Linked DNA regions of Mus musculus: regions 2, 3, 4 and 5 are each linked to region 1. Evidence: chromatin contacts called from public ChIA-PET, Hi-C and HiChIP or PLAC-seq data. All regions are on one chromosome and are shown on one strand. The core of a region is the stretch at or near the end of the contact, and the rest is flanking DNA. Distances in the headings are between cores, read along the strand shown.

Region 1 (2,925 bases), core at 166-2,665:
GAGTAGTCTGGATGGGGTTGAGAAAAAAGAGAAAAGAGGCAGTAAAAACAGATAACTAGTTTGTAAGAAACTGAACAACACTAAGGTTTGAAAGCAACCCATAAGTTAGAAAGACAAAGTTAGATATTATTAAGGGTAACATTTGCTATCTCTCCCCTAGAATGTATTGTTTTTCCTAAATATATAACTTTGATTCACTAATATTAATATTTTTGACAAACTAACCTTAAGCAATAATAAAAGCCACCCAAGTAATATAAAATTCTGGCTTTTTTTCCCCCCACAAGGTCATTTCCTTCACACTTTTTATTTTTATCTAAAGAGCAGGTTGAAAACAAAACAAAAACTTGAGCATGACAAGCCTGTAGGCACAGTCAGATTCTTTGGTTACTAATCTCGTTCAACATGTACAGATTGATTGGATTACTAAATCTGGTGAATTACATATCCTGCTAACTTTGGTGAATCTATGCATTTAAGCCTATCTGTTTCAGGAAATGGTTTAAAAAGCGGTTTTAGTCCTGAGTGGTATATGTGTGCAGACTCAGGAAACATATGATGCACACACATCTAAAAGGATACATGGATGAGGTGATGCTGTGCTGAAACAGTTTTGAGACATGGTATTCAGATGCTTCTATTTTAAAATGGCTTTTAAAATAGAAAAAGGATCTGCAGTATTTTGCTTTCAAGTCAACTGGTACTAATGAAATAATCGCCGTTCAAAAGATTTGGAGAAATCTTGTAGAAGATAGAAGAGATCCACCCTTACTCTGGCTTTTTCTCTATTCTTCGTTGTTCCTACGCTCAAACGTTCTAAATGTCTTAAGTTGCATAGCTGAAAGGATTTTGCTCATTTTTTCCAAAACATTTCGCTTCTGGGCAGTAGCCAACCATGGAAAGTTTTAAGCACATTTGGGAGAGGGATGAAGCTAGTCAGGGCGGCCTTGGCAGAACCGATGCCTTCAGAGGGGCGGACACATTCCCCTAACCGAGGGGGCGAGCAGTAGGTTTGGACCAGACGATCTGCCACCGCCAGCCTCCCTCCAGCCTTGGGCGGCCTGAACAGGCGCACTCCAGCTTCCTCAATAGCTGGAGGACGTGCTTCCCTGGAGCGCACCTGCCTGGTGAATGGCCAGACTCCGGAGCTACGGGTCCTCGCCCAGCTTGGCCTCAGGTGGCCCGAGGCAAGGGGGAAGAGCGGTCGGCGGGGCTGACACACGTCAGTCGTCCTTCTCCCCGCCCTCCAGGACCCAGCGGGACTGCGTACGGGCGCGGAGACAAATTTGACCGATTCTCTAGCCAATCAGAAGAGAGGTCGGCAGGCTGAGCCAATGGAAGAGCTTGCAGGGGGCAGGCCGTCAGCGTCCTCCCGCCCCCGGTTGGTGAGCCTGGTATGTCTCCAGCCCTCCCTTGAGCGTCAGTCTCAGTGCGGAGCTCGCGGCGGCCAGAGCAACTTCGGCTGGCTGCAGGCTGGGCGGCGGCGGCGGCGAGGGCGGCGGCGTTGGCGGCGGGAGCGGCGGAGCTGGGGCCACACCCCGTCCCGGACTTTTTCTCTTTCCAGTCCTCTCCCCGCCGTGCGGGACACGGTTCCGGGAGCAGAGCGGCCGCCCACGCCCCAAGCATCCTCATCTGACGAGCGGGCGCCGGCGGTATGATGCGGCTGCGAGGCTCGGCGATGCTACGGGAGCTGCTCTTAAGGCCGCCCGCCGCCGTCGGAGCCGTCCTGCGGCGCGCGCAGCCCCTCGGCACGCTGTGCCGGCGCCCCCGGGGCGGGAGCCGGCCGACCGCTGGCCTGGTGGCCGCTGCGCGACTCCACCCGTGGTGGGGCGGGGGCGGCCGCGCGAAGGGCCCCGGCGCGGGCGGCCTGTCCAGTTCGCCCTCGGAGATCCTACAGGAGCTGGGGAAGGGGGGTACGCCGCCACAGCAGCAGCAGCAGCAGCAGCAGCAGCCAGGGGCGTCGCCACCCGCAGCCCCGGGCCCCAAGGACAGCCCGGGGGAGACCGACGCGTTCGGCAACAGCGAGGGCAAGGAGATGGTGGCCGCGGGCGACAAGTGAGTTGCGTGGGTGAGGCTGAGGGGAGGGGTCGGGCCCTGGGCGGTGGGCGGTGGCGGTGCGGCTTAGCAACGGAGGTTCGCGGAAGAGAAAGAAAGCGATGCCAGGCGGCCTGCGACGGCTGTGCCATGTGATTAGGCCCGGCCCCGCCCGCGCCCCTCGCCTGCTCCCACTTCCCCTCCGTGGCCGGCGCGAGTCGCCCCGGGGTGACGGGTGAGCGCCGGGAGGGTCTTGCCTGCTGAAGCCCCTGCCGGGCAGAGGCTGCTGTCCGGCCGCGCCGCGTGCTCAGCGCCCCGGCTCTGCGAGGGTGATGCCACGCGAACCTCCATCTCTCCCGAGTGACATTGAGGAGTCGGGCGTAGAGCGGAGCTTCTACCTTCCCGATTCACCTTTTTGCCAGGCCGCAGTTCCCCCATTCTGTAAGCCTCCACCACCATCCCACTGGATGCCAGATGTGGCCTTGGGTTCTTAATCCTCCTGAGGTGGATCGTTTTGGCGTGCGTAGAGCCATCTGGGCCACCGGAAATAATGCTTCAGAAATGAGATTAGGCGGAATAGGGACATGTGGCCTAGAGGACGAGGAACGCAGCATGGACCACCTGTTCCTATCGGGACCAGTGATGGCTTGTCTGATGTCTTCTGTGCGGTGGACAGATTTTTAAAGGATAAAATTGTTTTAAAAGCACAAAAATAAGGTGACATAAAATACACAAAATCTAAGTAGTTTTAGGGACTTGATTGTGATAGGATGTTGACTCATTGTGTATATAGGGTGGGAATTTAGCCTAAGAGCAAAATTGAGTTTTCTTTGCTGAATGCTTTTGTGTAATATAGTTTCCCCAACTAGGTAAACACTGACTTTTAGGCTT
Region 2 (2,925 bases), core at 126-2,625, 220 kb before region 1:
TGTTCTTTTGACTGCTCCATTTATGTCCAGATCTCACTTGTAAGACATAAAAGGGCTCATTTCTGCCAGTTCACCCTCAACCAAAGGAAAAGTTTAATATTGTTGTAGTGATTTAATATGATGTCTAGAACAGAAGCATTTAAAAATAACTCACCAAGCACTAAACTCGATTTTTTAGCATTCACATGACATGCTACTTACCATTAGCTTTCTCTTTTTATTTTTAAAATATTTCATTGATTTTCTATTTTTAAAGTAGTTAATTGGGCCAGTGTGATGATGCCCACTTTTAATTAGTCCTTGAAGGTTGAGGTGGGGCAACTGTAGTTTGAGTTTGGCCTACACAGGAAGACTCAGTTGCAAAAGGAAAAGACATTAATTGGTAAATAAAAATGGTACATATTCAAGTGTATAACATGGGTTATCTACCTGTTTTGAAAATGTGTTCATTGTGTGTGCATGACATGTTTAACACATGCTGTGGCATACATGTGGGGCAGAGGGTAGCTTGGTGGAGCTGGCTCAGAATTGAAACAAGATACTAGGTTTGTGAGCACTGATTATTTAATTTCTGTACACCGTGCATCCTGATTGCCACAGGCAAATTAAGACACCTCAGTGGGAAAGTGGATTCTGGCTGTGCTTGACTGCCACTTACCATTCTTCAGTTTGCTTACCTTTGCTAAACTCTCAGTAGAGTGTTTTAAATTCTACACAGCATCACAAGACAAAGATGTGCACTGTTAGAAACTGGGAAAAACATAAATTCTACTTTATGTTCCAGAATTTTAATCCACTTTTTATGATTCTACAGTTGAACCCAGCACCTCATGCATTCAAGATCAACACTGCCACCAAGCTATGTTCTCAGCCCCTATTTTTTTTAAATCTTTATAATTGCTCTCTATTTAAGTTTTTCATTGTGCCTTCTCCAAAGTATCAACTTGATTTTTTACAACTCCAAAGAAATGTCATGTTGGATGCTGCCATCAAAATCTGATGCTTCAAAATGTAGGTTATACAGGTAACATTGGTACAAGATAGAAATGCAGCAACAAAAGCTAAAAAAAAAAAAAAAAGTCCCATGAGTCTCCTCTGTTAACCAAGGAGTGTCAAATTCCAAGTTTCCTGGTAGTCCAAACAATTTGCTAATCAACCCCATAAGCAGCGTTGCTGTGGTAAGAACCCATGACATTATAAATTAGACTGTACTTCATATTTACACATTGTGAAACCTTGTGAGTCATCTTTGTATTAAAAATTTACACCTCATAGATGTAGGTTTCAAGTGCCGTATTTAGCACCCACACATAATCCAAGCAAGGAATGCCCTTCTCTTCTAACTGCTGCAGACACTTCTCTTGGCAGGTCACTTGGGCTTAAGTACAGAGGCAGCTGCTTAGGCAGTGTGTGTGTAGGTGGAGTCCTGCCAGTAACTGACTCAGCATAAGCTTGGTAATTTTCTGAGGGTAAATGCTATCATCAACTGTCACCTGTGGTCTAGCACCAAACCTGCGCTCGTCCTTCCCAGACAAAAAGATTTCTTTATAAAGATGTTCTCACACACAGGCTCTGCTGAATTTCACCATTTGAGTTTTATCTCCCTCTGACATGCATACTCCTACTCTCAGGTCCTGACTCAGACAAAGTGAGTTCCCACCCACAATTGATGCTGACAAGGCTATCCTTGCCCTTTCAGACAGTCTTCTGTTATCAAAGTGTGTCTGTGTTCATTGTATGAATCCATTTTACATGCATCAGCTAACACGGGTTCTTCGGCTTTATTGATAAGGCACAAGGCAGAGTGTTTGATGAGATTGGGCTATCACAGATACTTAAACTAAAGTTCTTAGGGTAGTTAATGGCAATTTCCAGTTAGAATTAATATGAAGGGTGAAATGAATGGGGAACACCTCATTTTTCAAAGAACATCTTTGATACTGCAAGGTTTTAAATGGGAAGGATGAAGGGTTTCTTTTGCCGAGACTAAGTTTATGAGTGATGGTTGGTTTACATGGGAAAAGTTCATTTTTTTCCTTTGGTTTCATACTAAAAGACAAGACTAGTTCTGTCTCATGAGGCACATGACCTAGAACAGATTAGTCTTCTTAAACTTCTGGGAACTACAACAGTGGGATGTCACAAATCTACTGTTTCCTGGCACAGGGCCAACAGCTTCACATTTAATTGGCATAATCTGTAAGTATTTATCATCTCAGCTATGCAGATGAGAAGACACATCCCTAAGGTGTTAGTAATGGTTTCTATACACCTGGACTAGTCCATGCTTCTGATGCTAATATTCCTTAAATCTAAGGACAAGCATGATACATAAATATGGCACAGTAAACACTACTTATAGATTAGACTTAAATATTCACATATGACAAAACCACCAGACATGCATAAAAATGATCACATTGATAGCTGTGTGAGCCAGTTAGCTAAGTGTCAAGATTCCGGCAGAGATTCTCTGAAGGAAATCAACACAGGGAAGGTTGAATCCAAGGTTGAAGCCAGAAGTAAAACGATCCAACTGCTTGTGACTAGCATGTTGGAACCACCAAGGTGGGGTGTGAAACAGACACAGGCAGATACTGTTACAGATGAAGTAGAAAATCTCTAAAGATTAGAGATGAAACTGGTGGCAAGGAGGGTGCTGACTGAATCCAACCCCTTGGGAAACAATTAGAAGCATCTTAAGGAAATGAGGCTTTGAGAAGATCAGAAATATCCTAAAATAAAACAAGCTGGATTCTTGAGTGTTCCGAGGACATCCACAGGGTTTAAGTGGGTTGCTGCAAGAGGTGTGTGAGGCTGCTGTTGGAGCTGTCCAATCTGAGCTCAAACTGAATGCATGGAGAAAATGGAGTGGAGGATATGCAGGTGTGGACTGTTCACTCAGACATTTATTAAGTTGTTTGC
Region 3 (2,925 bases), core at 296-2,795, 210 kb after region 1:
TGGTCAAGAAATACACTGTAACGATCATAGTGGTTATTAGTTACCTTGGTGATTAAAAGGCTATTCAGGGGGCTAGAGTGATTACACGGTGGTTAGAGCACTGTTCTTACAGAGGGCCTAGGTTTGATTCCCAGCACCTACATCGTTGCTTATAACCATCCATAACTCCAATTCCAGGGGATCTGATGCCCTCTTCTGGCCTCTGTGGGCACCAGGTACACACATACCAGGCACACACACACAGTGCACAGACATACATGCAGGCAAACACTCATACAGATAAAATAAAAACAGATACATCTTTTAAAAAATTAAAAACTGGTTGTTCAAGACTCAGTTGGTATATATTAAACTGCATTGTAAAAAGAGATATAAAGGAACTCAAAAATGCCCCACCATGGCTCTAGATTCTCACTCAGAATTTTTAATAACATCTGTGAATTGGATACTTCTGATAGAAAAGACTTAAAACCAATAACACTCACATGCCTGTCAAAGTCTTTGTGTAAGATACTTTACCAAGTATGTGCTATTAACTCATCAGTAATTCTGGGATTAGGATGTATGTTCATTTAGATTCTCAGTAGAGCTCAAAAGAGTTACAAACATCTACAGCTAAAGGTGACTGAACCCTTGCGCACATGAACTCACTGGGCCTGGGTCTGCATACACAAGACCTGCACATGATCAAGCTAGCCCAAGTCCCAGTATGTACAGGGGACTGGCTCACAAAGTCCCACCCCAAGCATAGGGGCAACTGACAATTGATGACTGTAGGCAGGAAGAGTGTTTTATTCAGAGATGTGACCCCTGGGAGGTTTCAATGGTCACTGGGTGACCCTACAGCTACTCATGTACAATAGCACCAAGTGGGATCTGTGGGCTTTAAAAGAAGCTGGGGTTGGGGGAGAATAAGGGAGGGTTCAAGGAAGGGCTATAGGGGTAGATCTGACCAAAAAAATTATATGCATTTTTAAATTCTTAATAAAAATATTATAAAAATAAAGGCATTATAGATATGAGAAAGTAATAGCCTCTAAAATATAGGACATACAAAACATGAAGAAAAATTATAAAAGGTAAAACATTCTTCCCTTCATTAATAAGTTCCTCCATGCACTATGTGGAGAAAATAGTGTAATTTATAGCGGAGGTGACAAAGGGAAACATTCCTGGTGCTCACACTGAGCTGTGCAGCAGGATCCGAGGACTCTACTATATGCATATCATACACTAGTAAAAAGCTTTTTAAGTGATGTACTCGGCCCTAAGAGCATTGCATTAACATTTCTTTTGGCTGAGTATACACCAGTTTCATGATAGCAAAGTGGAGAAGGGAAGAAGGTAAATGTCTCATGTCCAGTTTCGAAGTGATTCTCCATCTGTTGGTTGCTTTATTGTTCTGGCAAGTGAAGAACTTCAAAGCCTGTGGTCCTTTATTATGAAGAGTCACTGCTCTTGACTCAGCTCCTGGAGAGTGGGCATTGGTTCCAAAAGACCACTAGTGCCTCTCCTGTGAAGTTCTAGGGTGTTAGTGTGTGGCTGCCTTACACTTCAGTATTTTGTTGTCTTCAGTTATTGGTTTTTTCTCTTAGCCTTCTTCCTCTGAAAGGTTTCCCCAACTTCTGCTTTTGGCTACCACATCAAACCTTCTCTCTCACACCATTTGTCGTAAACAATACTTTGTAAAACTAGTTCCCCCATCCTCAGAAACTGATGACATCAGGAAGTCAAAGTGTACAATCTGAATTGCTTTTGTGGACTCTGAACTGTATTTACACTGATGTGACATTTGCTCTGCTAGTCAAAGGATATTTATTGGAATAAGGCAATGATCATATTTCAATGTCAGCTCTATTTCTCATTATTACACAAGACACAGAGCCTCTTACTACACACTAAGCTGTGTGCTAAGAGCTGGTAATATGAAGAACAGTGTATGCTGGCAGCTTGGTCTTGTGGCATTAAGTATATATAGACAACGTAGACAATGTAGTTCCAAGTCCTTTATGCTAGTTTTCGTATCAAACTCATATTATCTCTCCTCCCTTCCCCAAACTAATTAAGATGTATTATTATATGTGAAATAACCCAAATTAAGTGATACAATTGTCTCATTTTTAATTCTCTCACATTTTGCATCTATTCATCCATTAAATGTCAGTCCTTTTACCAAATTACCTCACAATTCCAGCACACAGTCTACATCCCGAGTGACGCGTCCCCATTTTTTTCTTGCTGACTTATAATAATGACCAAATAGGTCTTCCCCCAAAAAAAACCCCCATCTATGCCTGATATGCTAAAGTCACGTTGTTGCCATGGAAATCTCTCTCATCACCTATATCTCCAGACAAGGAATGCAAGAACCTAAAGCAAACAGCAAGGAGAGTGACAACGTGCTGAGCTACAGAAAGCCAGTGGGACACAGAATTCCAAGGTCCATCCTGACAGTAGAGAGCAAGTTACAAAAGGCAGGCAGATTGTTTCACAAACAATGCATAGTTTGCCTCCCATGTCTATCCACTAAGGCAGATATCCAGGTTAGATGACAAGAAACAGGCAGTTTCGTGACATTAAGAGCATTTATAGAGGCCTCATTCTTTAAGTACCAACATACTGTTGGCTACTTTTCTTGTTGGTGCAGAGCAAAATATCTGAGGAAAACAACTTAAGGAAGGATTTATTGTGGCTTACATTTGGAGCATACAGTCCATCACAGTGGGGAAATCGTGACAGCAAGAGCATGAAGCACCTGGTCACATCAGATGCAACATTGAGAAGCAGAGAGAAACCAATGTGAGCACTCAGCTTTGATTTGGTCTTTCTGTTCAGTCTGGGATCCCAGACCAAGGAATAGCTCTACCCACATTTTGGGAGAGTTTTCTTAGTTAAATATTAACTCTGTAAACTCCATGAAAGACA
Region 4 (2,925 bases), core at 235-2,734, 200 kb before region 1:
CATTCCCCAACACTGGGGAATTGAGCCTCCACAGGGCCAAGGGCCTTCCCTCTCATTGATTCCAAATAAGTCAATTCTCTGCTACATATTTGGCTGGAGCAATGGATCCCTCCATGTGTACTCTTTGGTTGGTGGTTTAGTCCCTGGGAGCTCTGGAGAGTCTAGTTGGTTGATATTGTTGTTCTTCCTATGGGGTTGCAAACCCCTTCAGCTCCTTCAGTCCTTCCCCTAACTCCTCCACTGGGGTCCTTGTGCTCAGTTTGATGGTCAGCTACAAGCATTCGAATCTCTATTAGTAGCCCTCACCTGGCAAAGCCTCTCAGGGGACAGCTAAACCAGGCTCCTGTTAGCAAGCGCTTCTTGGCATCAGCCATAGTGTCTGGGTTTGGTGTCTGCAGATGGGATGGATCCCTAAGTAGGGCAGTCTCTGGATGGCCTTTTCTTCAGACTCTGCTCCAGTTTTTGTCCCTGCATTTCCTTTAGACAAAAGCAATTCTGAGTTGATATTTTTGAGACGGGTGAGTCACCCCATCCCTCAACTGGGGGCAGTGCCTATTTATGGAGGTGGTCTCTACAGGTTCTCTCTCCCCTTTGTTGGGTACTTCAGTTAAAGTCATCCCCGTTGTGTCCTGGGAGCCTCTTGCTTCCCTGGCATCTGGGACTATCTAGTGGCTACCCCCAAATCCCTAACTCTCAGTGCTACACAGACAGGGGTTTCTAAGTATAATCTGAAACTAGCAAAAAACAAACAAAACAAAACAAAACAAAACAAACACCATGGCATTTCAGTTTTTAAGAATTACCTTCATTTTTTTCCATTTAATAATTTTTGATAAAACAAAACAAAAACAAAAAAAAACAAAACAACTCTATCATGAGGACTGGATTGGAGGGGGTACATGTACCAAATGCTTTGAAATAGTTCGTAAGCTTTTCTTGGGCACATAATGTTTCCAAAAGGCCATTTGCAGATAGTGTAAACAGTCCTGCCATTCCTCAGGCCTTAAGGGTCTTCATTGCTTGGGACTGTGTCTCCGCCATCACGGCACAACCACTCTCAATTAGTCTAGTAACCCATACCGTGTGTTGAAATTCCCCTTTGTATTACATTATGCAAGCAATACTCTTGAAAGTACTTAATATAATATAGTGATTCTAGACTAAAAGAGAAACCTATAAAGCAGATGTAGAATGCACTAATAACACTTTAATATTTAGCTTTATTATTCACGGTGGTGCTCATCTATGTTTGAAGATCCATAAAATTGATTTTTCTACCCACTGGGGAATAAGTGAGCTATTTAAAACTATAAGCCCACAAACAATCCCCTGAGGCACACGAGAACATAGTTCCCTCCTGATAATCACCCACAATTAGAGCAGACTCTTTCAGATACATAAATTAAAGCAACAAAACGAGGCAGCTATAAATATCCCTGCTTGCTCACCCTGAAGGAATCACGCTGTACACTACAAATCCTCCCCAAAATAACTTTGTTCTATAGTTGCAAGCACTGATAAGAATAAGACGTAGAACCACCAGATGGGAAGGAATCCTATTTCCTGCAAATCCTTTCTCCTAAACCAGATTGGATCAAATCTCCCAGAGGGAGAAGGATCTGTCTTTATCTGCTCACCCATGGATTAGACTTAAGAAGCCTGTGGGTGTCGCTGATCTCACCTACGTGGTGCCTGAGTTAGTCACTCTCCACCCTGGTCACAGCACACCTGAAGAAAGCACTTAGGGAGGAGGCACCATAGGGGCACACCGTTTTAGAAGTTTTAGTTCATGTTTCTGTAGCTTTGCAGCTTCTGGGCTGAGCATTTTGAGAAAGAAACCCTGTCAGGAAGTATTTGATGGAGTCAAGTCACACCACCTTCTGGCAGACGAGAAATGGAGAGAAACTGGAGATGAAGGTAACAAAATAGACCTTTGCAGAGCATGCCTCACCCCCAGCAGCATCTGGCGTCCTTTAACTAGTCCTGTCTCCTAAGTTTTCACCACTTCCTCAAGATGCCCTCAAACTATCACTCATTAGTGGAGTACTGCACTGATGAGGTTGGTTCCTCATGGTCCATTTATCTCTGAATAGCCACTAGCTGGAGAGGAAGCCCTTACCACATGGAAGATACCATACATCCAAATCATACACTATCTATACATCCCCAAGGAAGCCAGAAATGGGCAAAATTGCAGACTCCCATACAGTGTGGTTAGTGCTCAGGAGCTGTGCATCTCTTCTCATCCATGGTTGATGCTCCAGGCCCAGACACGAAAACTTTGCCTTTAAGACTCTCAGGTGCTAAATCCAGTATCCAGATGGATGTGGAGGTTCAATGGCAGACTGAGGGCCAAAATCTAGAGCCAGCATGGTGCTAATCAGTCATGGTCAGAGGTTCTGAAGGGCTAAGGTAGATGACCCACGAAGAACCTCTGGTGTGAGATGGGCTACATCACCACCCACAAGTGTCAAGTACAGAAATTTCTTCCTCAGAACACTCTTAGCATGAACCTCTCTGAAGACAATTGGCTAATTAGGAGACATGTTTATACAGCACCAATTTCTTTTGATGATAACTATTATAATCAAGAAGCAACATCAAAATTAGAAAGACAAAAAAATCTACAGCTCACAGAGACAGCAGTTCATTAATGGCTTTGGAAGGTTTATCTTAGGCCAACTTTGTGTTTAGTTTATAAAATCAATGAAATGATAAGAATTGTTTATGAGACTCTCTAAATTCTAGCCTGCCACATGTGCAAGCACTTGTGTTTCCAGTTTGATAATGTAAGCTGTGTAGCACCCTATGGCAGACATGTCATTTTCATTCATAGATGAACTGTCCCCAGCCCTCTTTTTACTTTTTATTTTGTTTCCTGTCCTCACCAATTTGCCCAAGCTGCCCCCGAATCCACTCTGTAGC
Region 5 (2,925 bases), core at 135-2,634, 130 kb before region 1:
AATACAGAGACATGGGCTGGAGAGATGGCTCAGCAGTTAAGAGCACTGACTGCTTTTGTAGAGGTCCTGAATTCAATTCCCAGCAACCACATGTTATGGGGATCCAATGCCCTCTTCTGGTGTGTCTGAAGACAGGTATAGCATACTCATATACATAAATAAATCTTTAAGAAAAAAAAAAAAGAAAATACAGAGACATACCTTCATACAATGTGCATGCATGTGCTCTCATGTTTGCTCTTATGTGAGCCTGTGAAAATGTTACCTCAACAATTTATCTATGTACAAATAGACTTGTTTTTCTTAGAGTTAAGAAGAAAGTGATATTAAAAATTGGGGGGGGGAATTAAATATATGTGAATCGGTATATATCAAGAAAAAATGATATGGAAGTAAGGAGAACAGACATTATTTCCTAATGTTTAAGATGCAATATTAAACAAAACATGACTGGAGCCATAAAGTTCAATTTAACATATGGACTTTGTGGTGGTAACTGTTACTCAAATCTACAGAAAAATCAATCTTCCAGTCCACCTACCTTATGCTTTGTGGGCTGCTCATTTCCTTAGGAAGAACACTATAATCTCACTTTTCTTCAGAGTCTTTCCTTTCTATATTAACTTCATCTCAACATACACAGGAACCTGCTCAGCTCCCAAATCTTGCTTTTGAGGAATGGAAAGACAGAGATTCACTCACATATTTCATTGCTGTTCATACCTAGTCACAGACAGAAAAGCTCTGGTATAGAAATGACCAAACACAATCGTAGTGAATAACCCTCATTTTCTTCAGTCTCAATATAGAACAAAGAAAAGCTAATTTATTCTACAAGTATCCTTCAATCAATGGTTTTTTTTTTTAATCTAATAACTTAAATATAATGGTAAGAGTAAAATTTCATATTAGTGTTTTGAATTCTGGGGTGCCTTTAGCTAGAAAATGCACAGAATAATTATTTAAAAATACAACACCAGGTACAATTATCAAGTTACCAAAGCAATCTAAAACACTATCTTAAATAGCAGTTAGGATATAGCTGCACCATTGCTGTCAAGCTCTCAGAGAAAGGAAGATGGGCTGATGTTTACACATCCCCCCTTCTCCAGCACCTTTTCTGTCTTCATTTGAGCCCATCATAAATGCAAATATGGACTCATTGGGCCCAGTGTTCACTGAAAGCCAAGCAGGAGTTTTGGGGTGAGAACCAGATTAGGGATGACTCATTGGAAGCCAGATGAAAAGCTCCCCTAAAACGGCTCAGAGGCAAATATTTATAAACATGCTTTAAAAGCATTGTGACGCTCTGGGCGGAGGGCTAAGCACCCCTCTCATTCCTGATGATGCCGTTTTGGTAAAACTGCTTTGCTCTGCCTGGGGCTGACCTTGCTCTGAGCCTGTCAGAAGTAGTGCTGCTATATTTGGTAGTATGAGCCTGACTCACTGCTCTTGCTGTTTCGAAATATCGCTGTTTTGATAACCTCAGCCTATCTCTATTTTGACTGCACAAAACATTTATACACTTCTTGTGAAAATCTTGTTTCCTATAGATCTTTCTTTCAGTTTCAATCTGCACAGGGAACCTAAGAGTGATTAAAAGTAGAAATGTGTTTCGTGCTGAGCAAATGTGTACCTCAAGCATTAAGCGTACACTTGAATTCAGCACCACTATGTTGTCCACTGTTTAGAACAGCTTTCTTTACTCCCCAGCGAATAGCAAACAGCTATGTCCATTTGGATAGGTATTTCTGATACACAACAGCTCCAATTTAGATTGGTCAGACTTCTGTTTAATGTCATAGACTGACTGGACTGATTGCAGCTCCTATTAAAGGAAGTAGGTGTGCTGGCCTTGGAAGACTCACATGCTTCCACCTAATTTTATCTTGAAGAGTCACCAGGGGCTCGGGGTAATGGACAAGGGAGCCACCCCTTCCACTGTCCCTTTTCTGGGACTCTTTCTAGAGAACTTGAATTTGTTCGTATCTCTTTTTAAAAGGCATTGAGCTACACAGACTTCTATGAGTAAGAAATAGACTCTTTCATAGATTTCTTTCCTACTCAAGAGCCCAACTGAGTCTAAGGCCATGTTGAAAAAAGGCAACAAAGCTTTGGAGCTCTTGCTTTGAATCTGCCAGGGCCCATTCTGCAGTATATGCATCCTGGACTGTATATCCTGTAAGAACCCTGGCTACATACAACATCTCCCTCCTTTGGTGAAAAGTCTGAGAGCATGGCTTATTTGGATAATGTAACCTCTCTAACTTCTGGAGTTTCCTTTATTAAGTATAAAAAATATTAACAACAAAAAAGGGGAGAACTTAGGACTACCGCTGAGGGAAAGAGGTGGGTTAACAGAAACTTTGACTTCTTCTCAGTCTGCCTCCAGTAAAAGATGGGCTTTTATTTATTTTTTTTCAAAGTGTTCCTCAAAGCTTGCTTATTTATTTATTTATTTATTTATCTAACTATCTATTTATTTTTATTAATCATTCTATTCATTTACATCTCAAATCAGACTGCACTCAGGGACCTTAGTGAGGGATCTGGCAGAAAGACCAGAGAGGAGACTGCAACCCCATAGGAAGAACAACATCAGATGGCCGGACCACCCGGTGCTCCCAGGGACTAGACCAACCACCAAGGAGTGTACAGGGAGGGGTCCATGGCTCCAGATACATAGGTAGCAGAGGATGGCCTTGTCTGACGTCAATGGGAGGAAAGGCCCTTGGTCCTGTGGAGGTTTGATGTCCCAGTGTAGGGGGATGCTGGAGTGGTGGGATGGGAGAGGGTGGGATGGGGTAAGTACCCTCTGAGAGGCAAAGGAGAGGGGGGAAAGGGAGGTTGTGGGATGGAGAGTTTGTGGAGGGGTAACTGGGAAGTGACCAATACAGATGTGTATGCTTGGAGCCAACCATCAAA

Evidence for each region. A called contact is a pair of places that touch in the nucleus more often than the background predicts. ChIA-PET counts read pairs in DNA pulled down with a chosen protein or histone mark. HiChIP or PLAC-seq counts read pairs in DNA pulled down with a chosen protein or histone mark.
Region 2: a FOXA1 HiChIP or PLAC-seq map of pancreatic cancer cells shows a contact between it and region 1. The contact joins the enhancer-like site here to the promoter of Gls in region 1. A contact is called at or near these places in 4 of 39 promoter capture datasets (the C10 cell line, the HPC-7 cell line, embryonic stem cells and 1 more), 2 of 484 Hi-C or Micro-C datasets (both in the G1E-ER4 cell line), 2 of 115 datasets of contacts at active chromatin or transcription factors (pancreatic cancer cells and trophoblast stem cells) and 1 of 9 other capture datasets (adipose tissue).
Region 3: a contact with region 1 is called in a Hi-C map of regulatory T cells, with 3 times the contacts expected there. The contact joins the enhancer-like site here to the promoter of Gls in region 1. A contact is called at or near these places in 9 of 484 Hi-C or Micro-C datasets (CD4 T cells, CD8 T cells, LSK cells and 5 more) and 2 of 115 datasets of contacts at active chromatin or transcription factors (CD8 T cells and effector CD8 T cells).
Region 4: a contact with region 1 is called in a Hi-C map of cortical neurons, with 2.4 times the contacts expected there. The contact joins the enhancer-like site here to the promoter of Gls in region 1. A contact is called at or near these places in 4 of 39 promoter capture datasets (the C10 cell line, the HPC-7 cell line, embryonic stem cells and 1 more), 1 of 484 Hi-C or Micro-C datasets (cortical neurons), 2 of 115 datasets of contacts at active chromatin or transcription factors (embryonic stem cells and heart atrium) and 1 of 9 other capture datasets (adipose tissue).
Region 5: an RNA polymerase II ChIA-PET map of memory CD8 T cells shows a contact between it and region 1, with 78 read pairs. The contact joins the enhancer-like site here to the promoter of Gls in region 1. A contact is called at or near these places in 1 of 484 Hi-C or Micro-C datasets (regulatory T cells), 5 of 115 datasets of contacts at active chromatin or transcription factors (CD8 T cells, bone marrow-derived macrophages, effector CD8 T cells and 2 more) and 2 of 9 other capture datasets (adipose tissue and pancreatic islet).

The regions. Positions count from the first base shown.
Region 1 is chr1:52,231,722-52,234,646 of GRCm38.p6, reverse strand. Gls (glutaminase) reads left to right here and starts at 1,415. Exons shown (of 18, transcript NM_001081081.2): 1 at 1,415-2,055. The coding sequence starts at 1,655.
Region 2 is chr1:52,453,336-52,456,260 of GRCm38.p6, reverse strand. It overlaps Nab1 (Ngfi-A binding protein 1), which reads left to right. Exons shown (of 8, transcript NM_008667.3): 8 at 1-412. Among named protein-coding and RNA genes, the nearest start is that of Gm23460, 10 kb to the right of the region's middle. Within about 2 kb of position 1,375, at least 44 of the 459 cell types and tissues checked have an H3K27ac peak or open chromatin away from gene starts, as enhancers often do. A contact at or near this core is called in the G1E-ER4 cell line and pancreatic cancer cells, where this site is marked.
Region 3 is chr1:52,021,096-52,024,020 of GRCm38.p6, reverse strand. All of the region lies in intron 3 of Stat4 (signal transducer and activator of transcription 4), which reads right to left. Among named protein-coding and RNA genes, the nearest start is that of Stat4, 14 kb to the right of the region's middle. Within about 2 kb of position 1,545, at least 82 of the 459 cell types and tissues checked have an H3K27ac peak or open chromatin away from gene starts, as enhancers often do. A contact at or near this core is called in CD8 T cells, effector CD8 T cells, neutrophils and 1 more, where this site is marked.
Region 4 is chr1:52,434,635-52,437,559 of GRCm38.p6, reverse strand. No RefSeq gene overlaps it. Among named protein-coding and RNA genes, the nearest start is that of Gm23460, 8.4 kb to the left of the region's middle. Within about 2 kb of position 1,484, at least 15 of the 459 cell types and tissues checked have an H3K27ac peak or open chromatin away from gene starts, as enhancers often do. A contact at or near this core is called in cortical neurons, where this site is marked.
Region 5 is chr1:52,365,085-52,368,009 of GRCm38.p6, reverse strand. Gm31955 (a long non-coding RNA gene) reads right to left here. Exons shown (of 3, transcript XR_373401.2): 3 at 343-723. Among named protein-coding and RNA genes, the nearest start is that of Gm31955, 61 kb to the right of the region's middle. Within about 2 kb of position 1,384, at least 30 of the 459 cell types and tissues checked have an H3K27ac peak or open chromatin away from gene starts, as enhancers often do. A contact at or near this core is called in CD8 T cells, adipose tissue, bone marrow-derived macrophages and 2 more, where this site is marked.